3 separate regions of the Mus musculus genome follow, and regions 1 and 2 are each linked to region 3. The links are chromatin contacts, called in public Hi-C and promoter capture Hi-C maps. All regions are on one chromosome and are shown on one strand. Each heading gives the region's core, a stretch centred on a gene start, on an enhancer-like site or on the middle of the called end of the contact. The rest is flanking DNA. Distances are from core to core; before and after follow the strand shown. Region 1 overlaps Banf2 (BANF family member 2). Region 2 overlaps Rrbp1 (ribosome binding protein 1). Region 3 has its middle 23 kb from the start of Banf2os.

Region 1 (3,214 bases), core at 685-3,184, 160 kb after region 3:
CCAGGATGGACTTGGTGTGTGGCTTTGGCGACTTTAGGTGCGTTGCAAAGTGTTACATTGCTCTGTCATTGATGCCCTGCCCAAGGGAGTAGACAGTGCTTGTGTCTCCTAGGAAGAGTTCCAGCAACAACCCCAAGAACCCAGTGTCGAAAGACAGCAGGACTCTGTACCTCACTCCTACTATGTGGCCATCCTGCCTGCTGCTCTGTTCTCATCTTGGCCTTTAATTCCAGCACTCAGGAGGCAGAGACAGGCAGATCTCTGTGAGTTTGAGGCTAGCCTGATCTACAGAGCTAGTTCCAGGACAGCCAAGACGACACAGAGAAATCCTGTCTCTGAAAACCTAAATAACCTGATATAGCTGTCTCCCGAGAGGCTCTGCCAGTGCCTGACAAATACAGAAGTGGGTGCTCACAGCCTACCATCGGACTGAGCACAGGGTCCCCAATGAAGGAGCTAGAGAAAGGACCCAAGGAGCTGAAGGGGTTTGTAGCCTCATAGGAGGAACAACAATATGAACAAACCAGTACTCACCCCCCCACTGAGCTCCCTGGGACTAAACCACCAATCAAAGAAAACACATGGTGGGACTCATGGCTCTAGCTGCATATGTAGCAGAGGATGGCCTTGTTGGACATCAATGGGAGGAGAGGCCCTTGGTCCTGTGAAGGTTCTATGCCCCAGTATAGGGGAATGCCAGGACAGGGAAGTGGGAGTGGGTGGGTTGGTGAGCAGGAGGAGGGGGGTTGGGATAGGGGGTTTTCGGAGGGGAAATGAAGAAAGGGGATAAGATTTGAAATATAAAGAAAGAAAATATCTAATGAATAAAACAAAACCAAAAACCCCAACAGCGAAAACCTTAAAACATATCGGCATTTTCTGCTGTTTCAAGGAGGGATTCTTGTTCCTAGGATACTTAATGACGTGCTTCTAAAAAGTAGAATATGAAATCAGGCATGGGATGTAGCATGAGTCAGAGACTAGGTCACAGGAAGCAGGGTGAGATTCTGTCTCTGTGTTCTCTTTCTGTCTACCTCTCACCCCACCGCACCCCAGCCCCATCCCCAGCAGTCCCGTGAGTGAATGAGGCCTTCAGCCAGCAGCCTCGTGCAGCAGACTCTCCGGGAGTGGATCCTCCATCCTAGTCCTAGAGGAAGCTACATCAGGAAAGTGGCACACTGATACAGTGACAAACACACACATAAATTGTGTATGTGTGCGCACATGCGAGTGCGCACATGTATTGTAAATACTGCAGAGATGCATCAGGAAAGTGGCACACTGATACAGTGACCAGAGTTTGAATCCCTAGTACCCAGATCAAACAAAATCTGGGTCTGGTGGCACATGTCTAGAGATAAGCAGATTCCTGGTACTGGATGGCCAGCTAGTATTGCCTAATTGGTGAGTTCCAAGTTCATTGATAGACCTTATCTCAAAATATAAGCTGGAAAAAAATCAGAGAGACAACTAACTAGGTCAACTTTTGGTATTAATCAGCAACCCTTCCCCAACACCTGTATACATCAGACACATACACATATGTGCGTGTACATCACACTCACGCACATGCAAACACACATACATACTGATACACACACACACACACACACACACACACACACACACACGGAAATAAATTAAGGACACAAGTAACAACTTGGAGGTTGTCTGTAGGTAGCATGGGTAGCCTTTATCTGAGGTAGAGCTGCCAGGCCAGAGATATCTATAGGAAACAGGAGCACCACTCCTTCAGGCAGGTGGAGCTCTGGCGGGCCTCACACTCCGTAGCTCCACAGCAGCAGATGATCCACCTCTGGAACTCTGCTTCATTCTTGTGCATCAGAAGAAACTGTCCCAGCAGGACATAGGCCTGGGAAGAGGGGCAGGAGGGCGGAAGACAGGGTTATCAGAATGGCACTATCCCTACTCAGGGGACAGCCAAAGGTTAGGGTGTGGGTCAGACAGGAGGGAGACAGCCAGTCCCTGACACGGCCCAGGGGAAAGGTGAGGTCAGGTTAATCACAGGTCTCTCTCAGAGGCCAGTCCCTCTGGTCTAGGGACTGTCATCTTGCAGTGACAATTAGGCCTTGTCCTCAAACTTGAAGACATTTCCTGGGATCTTATGAAAGGGAACTTCCTGACTCAGTGTCTCAAATTTGGGCAGAGCTCAAGAATCTCCATTTCTAGTGGGCTTCCAGCATGTGTTGGGGGGCGGGGGGGACAGGGGATGGGTGACTAGCATACCCTGAACTCCTTTTAGGTCTGCTATTTAATGTTTTCTTTTCCTTTTCCCTTTGGTGGTAGTGGTGGTGTGTATATGTGCACACTGTGGACTAAACCCAGCGCCTTGCACGTGCTAGGCAAGCACTCTATCCCTGAGCTACCTCTGCAGTCCAAAGAGTTCCTTCTCCAAAATACGCACAAAGCTAAACTAGAGCGTAGCTCCTTGGCCCACTGCTCTCTCAACTCTACTAGCATGGTGGCTGATTCTGCATCACGGGGACTGTCCTATCCACTGCAGGACATTTAAAAACATTCCTGTCTTCAATCCCTGGATGATGCCAGTACCAGTTTCCCAGAAAGAAGCCATGGTGAGGAGCTCACCTGAGAACCACGGCAGGTGTGGCTGGCAGGCGAATGACTTGTTAGCATCCATTTACAAACTACCTATGTGCTTTCAGTAACTCAGCAGAAAGGAGAATTCACAAAACCTGCAGCCCAGCACTGCCCTGCCCTGGGCTGTCCACTTGTACAGGAGTGTGTCTTAAATGGGAAGACAAAGGAAGACACGCATGCCTCGGAGAGTTGTGCCCGTGGGAACAGCACAGACAGACATAAATCCTGCTAAACCTTGGCCCTCGTTTTCCAGCCTCAGACTGGAGCTGCATCACTGCCCCACCCCCACCCCACCCCCACTCCCTTTCTGAATGAGCATTTCAGCTCTCGGACAGAGCAGCAAGCTACCAATTTCCCTGTCTTTCCAGTCAGTAGACAGCCAAGGTGGAGCCTCTAATTGTGTGAAAATAAATAATAAACAAATCTCCTCTAATAATTATATATAATCTCCTGGTCCTGTTTCTCTGGAAACCCCTGATAATAATGTTCCCAAGGATGTCTGTGTGCTAAAAAAAAATGAGCAAAGTATAATGGCACGGATTACGGAAACGTCACTGCAGATGCCGTTGCCGTTACTTTGTAGGCCAACTCTAAC
Region 2 (3,303 bases), core at 300-2,799, 250 kb after region 3:
TGACCATTTAGGGCTCAGATGTAGCTGTTCGTCATTGGCTTGCATGCTCTGGGAAGGGCCACCTGATCTGGGAGTGAAGGCTCTACTTACCATGCTGCCCAGAGCCTGTCTTGGCTGTGGATGGAAGAGGGCAGGGTGTGTTCTAGTTCCTTTGAGAGCCTTGTACTTTCCTATAGATTTCTTGGTCACAGTTTATAAATGTCTGGTTGGGGAGAGGCTGTGGTGATGTTAGACAGTCCTTACCTTTGTTATTCCCAGGATCTTTGGTTGTAAATGTAGATGATCACATGGAACTGGGCTCCCAAGAGGCTTAGAGGCCTGGGTCCTGACTGTTCTAGAGCACAGCTCAGTTTGGCTGAGGTGGTTAAGGACAGGTCATGGAATCTGCTTAAGGTTGGGCTATGACTTCTTTCCTGTGGAGATGCTGTGCTTGGAACTCAGCACTGTCCCTGTCATTCGCTGTGAAGGTCCAGAGGAATGGTATTTGCGTTTGAGGGAAAGACCTTCAGAATGGGTTTTGGACAGTCCCTAAGACCATGAATGTCCTTGCCGTGAGTCCTCGTCAGTCCCCACCTGTGCTTCTGTCAGGACCCACTGTGAGGTGTCTTTGGTTATCATCTGGGATTCTCACACTTAGTCGCCTGGAGACTCGTAGGGTGGAGCACTGGCTCAGGCCCTTTCCTGAACTGTCTTCTTCAAGCCTTGTCCCTCCTGGCATCCCAAGCAAGATTCCCTTTAGTCACTGCACACTGTGGGGTAAAGCTGGCTCTCTGGGGCCTGTGAAATCTTGTACCTATTCCATTCTTACCTCCCTCTGCTCCTCTGGGAATCCAAAGTTCTGGATCCTGCAGACATTAGTGCCTTTCTAGGCTGCTCTCCTTCCTTCAGACCTCTTGCTGCCTCTTTACCCAGTACTGCCTGGTGAAGCACCTGTGCATCAGCCTCTGCTTCCATTGTATCTGCATTCTCTAGGCCCCAGCATGCTGCTTTGTTGCTTGACCGCTCTGTGCCTGCTGTGTTGCATATGTGGTCCTCTTTTCTACTTACCTCTCCAAGCCTAGCATTCTGCAGACTTCTCAGTGCATACACTGTTTAGAAGCAAGAAAATAAGCTGGGTCTGTCCTAGGCAGAGCTGTTTGGGAATCTATAGTAATACTCTCACCTCCATTTAGCCTCTAGCTGTCTGTAGGTACTCACAGGGCAAGTCCTGGAGTGAGCTGATGCGCTCCCTGCTGGTGGAGAAAGTAGGGCCTGGGCCTGGCAGGCATGTTCTGTAGCTGGACAGTGGAGGGGTAGCTGCTGCTGGAGCAGCGAGGTGCCAAGTCTCAGGTGCCCTTACGTTAACATCTTCTTATTGCTGCTGAGGCTGTTCATTGGGGAGTTGTTGGTTATGCAGCCAAAGAGCAATTTTCCTAAAGGAGCCCACAGTTGACAGAGAAGAGAGTTCTAAGTGCCTCTTTACAAGTTTCATTTCCTAGGTGGTACGGCATTTCTGTAGCAGACTGGTTGCATCATAGTTTTGAAGTCTGGACACTAAGCACACTACATTCACGCTTCTTGTTGGTGGAGGCACATCCTCTTCCTCAAGCTCTTGTGCCCCATGAGTAAGGACAGTCTGCCCTCTGAGCCCCTAAGTCAGCCTTGGCCTCAGAGAGGCCATTCTTAGATCCTCACCCTTGCCCTCCACTGTTGAGCTGGGACGGGTCGGGTTTGACTGTCCAACGAGTGGGTGTTAATGCTTGGGCCTCCAAAGTTGGCCCTGGAGAGTTAGTTTACAGTGCTTTCCCCTGTGTCTCATTCCAAGCACAAATTAAGTTAATCTTTGCAGCCAGACCGTGAGGGAGGAACCGTTGTTACTGACTTTACAGACAAGGAAACTGTGTCAGGTGGTGGTAAAGCCAGTTGTCCAAGGACATAGTCGAAAGGAGGGGCTAAGTTGGAAATTGGCGGTTTTTAGCTTAGGCTATTTGATAGTGTAGATGCTGTACTGAAAACCAAGGCCAGAGGTGACCCATAGACTGGCCTTGGCCAAGAGATATATTTGTTTAGCCTCTGTCTGCCTGTCTGTCTCTACCTACCAACCTACCTACCTACCTACTATGGAGTTAGCTGCTAGCACTATGGGTCCAGTCTCTTAGATAGTCTGCAGCTGTAAAGTTTCTGGACTGATTTCACTTGTTAGCTGTTACCTGGAAGTGGTGTACTGTGTCTCAGGTCCCTCAGGCCCCCAGAGGCCTATCCTGAGTCTTTATAGTGTGCCATATTCCTGAATGGCCTAGTCCAAGGGGGAGTATGTGGTTGTGTCCCCCACATCTGATTGGTGCCATCTTGTAGCTGTTCTTTGCTGTCCATCTGCCTCATTCTTCTCTAGACCAGACCTGTCAACCAGTGTGAGCCAGACCCAGGCTGCTAGGTCAGCCATGCAGGGAGCTAACCACTTCTAGAATTCCCCTTGCTCTTTTTAAAGCCCATGGTTAATGGATTAAATATGGAATATTTGGTAGGTTTGTTTTAATACCTTAAGATTTTACAATACCAAGAATTACTAGAATCTTGAGGCATTTGCTAGAGATGTGAGTGGGGTGTAGGGCAAGCTGTTTGGATAGGACTCAGCCAGGGGCTCAGTTTTCCTTCTGTCAGCTTTACTGCCTCTGATCCAGAGACAATACTCTATTTATTTATTTATTTATTTATTTATTTACCTACCTACCTACCTATCTACCTACCTACCTACCCAAGAGAGTCAATAAAAAATGTTTTGTGACATTCTAGGAGAGTATCTGGAGAAGGTAATAGAAGTTCTGTGGGTGGGAAAGCAGGATAGACAGAGAAGGCTCGATTTTACATTGCTTTGGATTGTTTCATTTGTCTGCTTGTTTATTTATTTACTTATTTTAAGATTTATTTATTTATTTATGCTGTTTAGCCTCTGAACATAGTCGAGAGCTTCTAGACAGTGCTGGAAGCATCTTGAAGCATCCCATAGCTAGTGTTAGTACTCGAGATGATATTCGGTAGCAAGGCTTCCTTCAGCAGTGGTAGCCAGATGGTTTTTTTTTCCCCATGGGAGGAGTTGGGCCTTAAGGGATAGGGCCAAAAGGGAAGTGTCTTTATTTTGGCTCCCCACTCCCATTCTTCTTTGAGACAGGATCTCATGTACCCCAGGCAGGCCTTAACTCATTCTCTACCTCCCAAGTGCTGGAAATACAGGCACACACCAACATACCTTACTAGAAAAGTGCTCTCTGGTGGAGAATTCAAGAGAGGTTAGAGTTTTCAATCACTTGGGGAATTCTTGAGGAT
Region 3 (3,410 bases), core at 537-3,036:
TCCCCCTCCCTCTCTCTCTGTAGCCCTGGCTGTCTTGGAACTCACTCTGTAGACCAGGCTGGTCTCAAACTCAGAGATCTGCCTGCCACATGTGACAAATGCTGGGATTAAATGAATGCACCACCGTATCCAGCCACATTCTGTACCTCTTTCATCTCTCATGTTCCTTTATTTGGTTTTTGCCTTATTTCACTAGCTAAAGCTTCTAGCACAGTGTTGAATAAGACCGTGGGGGTCTGCCTTTCTCATGATCTAATGGGGGAAGCCATTTAACATAATGTTTAAAAAAGACCAGTGTGTGTGTGTGTGTGTGTGTGTGTGTGTGTGCGCGCGCGCGCGTGTGCCCTGGCATGTGCTGAGCCCAGAAGAGGATGTTAGGTGTCTGCTCCTGTTGCTTTCCACCTTTTCCTTTGAGGCAGAGTCTTCCTATGAACCTGGGGCTTGAGTTTTCTCTGACTGTAAGCTAAACCTAGGAGCCCTACCAATCTTCCTGTCTTCAAACTCCTTGGAACTAGGGTTACAGGTGCGAGCAGGGCACCCAGCTTGTTATGTGGATGCTGGGATCCACAGTAGTCCTCATGATTTCACAGCAACACTCCAGCCCTCTGGCCATTTCAAGTCCATTTATCTTAATTATGAAGATGAATGATCAGAAGCAGAATATGATATCGTATGCTTTTTGAGGACTCTGTCTACGATGGGCATTTTAAAAAATTCAATTATAAACTAAAAGCCAGGCTTGCTGGCTAGCAACTATCATCCTAGCACTCAGAAGGTTGAAGCAGGGGGATCATGGGTTAGCTAACCTGAGCTACTCATGAGACTCTGTCTCAAAAGAAAAAAAAATTAACAGATTCTCACTGTGTAGCCTTGACTAGCAATGTGGACCAGGCTGGCCTCAAACGCACAGATATCTGCCTGCCTCTGCCTGGAGAGTGCTGGGATTAAAGTGCAGCCCCCCCCCAGTATGATTCTTATTAAATTTTATTTTATTTTGAGACCTGATTGCATATGTAGATCAGACTAGCCTCGGGTTTCCAATTCTCTTGCCTCCCTCCCCATATGTGGCACTTCATGTGTGCCCCACTGTCCCCCCTCTGAAATTAAGCAGATCTTGATAGGCAGCTTGGTCCAATGAAGAAAAACCCAAGAGATCAACAAACCACATCCTTGGGTGTGTCTGTGAGGTCATTTCCCCAGACATTAACCACCCTGAATGTAGGAGTGCAGTGCATCTAATAACCTGGAGGCTCTGATGGAATAAAAGAGAGGAAGGGAGCCGTTGGTGAGCACGGGCGCATTGTTTCCTGTTTTTTGCTGGCCATGAAGCGAGCATTTTCTGCCCCACCATCCATCCTGTTGCTGTGATCTCTAGCTCAGCATCATGCTCAAATCCATGAATCCAGCTGACCATGACTGGAGCCTCAGAAGCGTAGAAAAAGTGTCTGTGATGGAGTTACAGGGAGGAAAGGCAGGACAACATGCCGCACGTCTCACCTAAGTTATCAGATTCACACATGTATAGCCATGTGTCATACATGTGTGATATTTGCTTGTTGTTATTTGTTTACTGAAGGAGATCTGGCTTCTGGTGTTGAATGTATCATTTTTCATGGCTGCTCTGGCTGTGTCAGACATGTAAGTTATTAAAGGCTAATTAGTCCCCTTACCGCTCCTCTGTGACATGGTTGTAATAAATGCCAGGTCCCCTCCCACTCCTCATGACAGTTTGGGCTCTGCTCATGCTGGACTCTGACCCTGTAGGCAAACACCCAGCATTCCGCAGACACCTTGCCAAATGGGTTTCCGTTTGTCAGGAAGAGCCGTTTCTTTCTTATCTGCTCCTACAGTCCCCAAACCTCCGGTGAGGGCTCCTAGTTCTCTGTCAGCGTGAAAACTCACCCAACAGATCAGAGTCCATGCTAGTCCCCAGGCTGCTCCTGCTAACCTGCTCTCCTCTCAGCTCAGATACTGTTCTCTTCATAACCCTCAAGACTTTCCCCTGGTCCGTCTCTCTCTGCTTTTCCTTTGAGAGATAGCCTTGGCAGTTTATTCCATCCACAGAGCCTCCATTTCAGCGTTTTTGTTTTTTGTTTTTGTTTTTTTCTCTGTACTCCATTGGCATGCTCCATTTATACCATACGAGCTGGGGTTATTTCTGTTATATTATTTAAAAGCAGCTGCACACAGAATGAGAGTGGAGTGGTAAGGTTGGGGATGGGGAAAGCACAGTACTTGCCATTATGCCCTGCACTCTTGGGAAGCAGAGGCAGGCTGATCTCTGAGTTTGAGGCTCGCCTGGTCTACAGAGTGAGTTCTAAGATGGCCAAGGCTACACAGAGTAACCCTGACTCAAAAACAAACAAACAAACAAACAAACACCACACACAAAAAACCCCAAATAAATAAATAAATAGAAACATAAATAAATAAATAAACAAATAGCTTAATTACATAAAAACAGGTGTAGAGCGACAGAGGTGGAAAGAAAGGCTTGGCCAGACCTTAGGTGGGGCGGCGTTTATTCACTGTGAGGAGGTATTTTGTCACAGATGTGCAGATGCTCAAGATGCTTAGAGGAAAGGGTGGGATGCAACAGTCGACAGGGGCGGAGACAGCTCTGTAGTCGGCTGGGAAGTGTAGTCTTTCAGGAGGAGATTCTCAGTTTCTGCTCACGTGTCAGACATAATTTAGGAGAGGAAACGGAGTCCGTTGTGTTTCCCTGAGTGCGTTTTCCTTGAGGTATTTTCCTGAGCTCCAGGTGCCTTCTTTTGATCCATTTCTTTCCGTTAGAAAAATTCCTTTAACCAGTCTTTTAGCCCAGGCCTGCCAGAAAGCGTGCCATCTTTGTCCGCCGAAGGCCATGCTCCCGTTCTCTTACTGACTTCAACCTCATCCTTAAGTTTTACTATGATTGTCTCATGGATTTTTTTTGGGGGGGGGATATCCTGTTTGGGGTTTGTGGAGTTTCTATTTAAAAAAGATTTTATTTTTATTTTTTTTTTTATTTTTTTTATTTTTTATTTTTTATTTTTTTTTTAAGATTTATTTATTTATATGTAAGTACACTGTAGCTGTCTTCAGACACCAGAAGAGGGCATTGGACCCCATTGCAGATGGTTGTGAGCCACCATGTGGTTGCTGGGAATTGAACTCAGGACCTCTGGAAGAGCAGTCAGTGCTCTTAACCACAGAGCCATCTCTCCAGCCCAAGATTTTATTTTTAAGTGTGTCTGTGTGTGTGTGTGTGTGTGTATCTCCTTGGGAGTTCTGGTACCCTCAGAGGCTAGAGGTGTTAGATCCCCCAGGAGTTGGAGTTACAGGCAGGCGCACTGCCGGGTGAGGGAGTTAAGAGGTGCACTCCGGCTTCACAGGAGCAGTTAGCTTCAAGCAGTTACTGCTGAGCCCTT

Evidence for each region. Hi-C and Micro-C count contacts between places; a contact is called where the count stands out from the background. Capture Hi-C pulls out chosen DNA fragments and counts their contacts.
Region 1: a contact with region 3 is called in a Hi-C map of liver, with 2.3 times the contacts expected there. The contact joins two enhancer-like sites. A contact is called at or near these places in 2 of 39 promoter capture datasets (cranial neural crest and liver), 1 of 484 Hi-C or Micro-C datasets (liver) and 3 of 115 datasets of contacts at active chromatin or transcription factors (bone marrow-derived macrophages and embryonic stem cells).
Region 2: a contact with region 3 is called in a promoter capture Hi-C map of adipose tissue. The contact joins two enhancer-like sites. A contact is called at or near these places in 4 of 39 promoter capture datasets (the HPC-7 cell line, embryonic stem cells, hematopoietic stem and progenitor cells and 1 more), 12 of 484 Hi-C or Micro-C datasets (Th2 cells, bone marrow-derived macrophages, conventional type 1 dendritic cells and 7 more), 10 of 115 datasets of contacts at active chromatin or transcription factors (bone marrow-derived macrophages, effector CD8 T cells, embryonic stem cells and 5 more) and 4 of 9 other capture datasets (adipose tissue, embryonic stem cells, liver and 1 more).

Annotation. Positions count from the first base shown.
Region 1 is chr2:144,072,426-144,075,639 of GRCm38.p6, reverse strand. Banf2 (BANF family member 2) reads right to left here. Exons shown (of 4, transcript NM_207275.2): 4 at 1,663-1,873. The coding sequence ends at 1,727. All of the region lies in intron 2 of Banf2os (a long non-coding RNA gene), which reads left to right. Among named protein-coding and RNA genes, the nearest start is that of Banf2, 41 kb to the right of the region's middle. Within about 2 kb of position 1,934, at least 6 of the 459 cell types and tissues checked have an H3K27ac peak or open chromatin away from gene starts, as enhancers often do. A contact at or near this core is called in liver, where this site is marked.
Region 2 is chr2:143,976,882-143,980,184 of GRCm38.p6, reverse strand. The region is part of intron 2 of Rrbp1 (ribosome binding protein 1); the gene reads left to right. Among named protein-coding and RNA genes, the nearest start is that of Rrbp1, 33 kb to the left of the region's middle. Within about 2 kb of position 1,549, at least 20 of the 459 cell types and tissues checked have an H3K27ac peak or open chromatin away from gene starts, as enhancers often do. A contact at or near this core is called in adipose tissue, where this site is marked.
Region 3 is chr2:144,229,102-144,232,511 of GRCm38.p6, reverse strand. No RefSeq gene overlaps it. Among named protein-coding and RNA genes, the nearest start is that of Banf2os, 23 kb to the right of the region's middle. Within about 2 kb of position 1,786, at least 95 of the 459 cell types and tissues checked have an H3K27ac peak or open chromatin away from gene starts, as enhancers often do. A contact at or near this core is called in adipose tissue and liver, where this site is marked.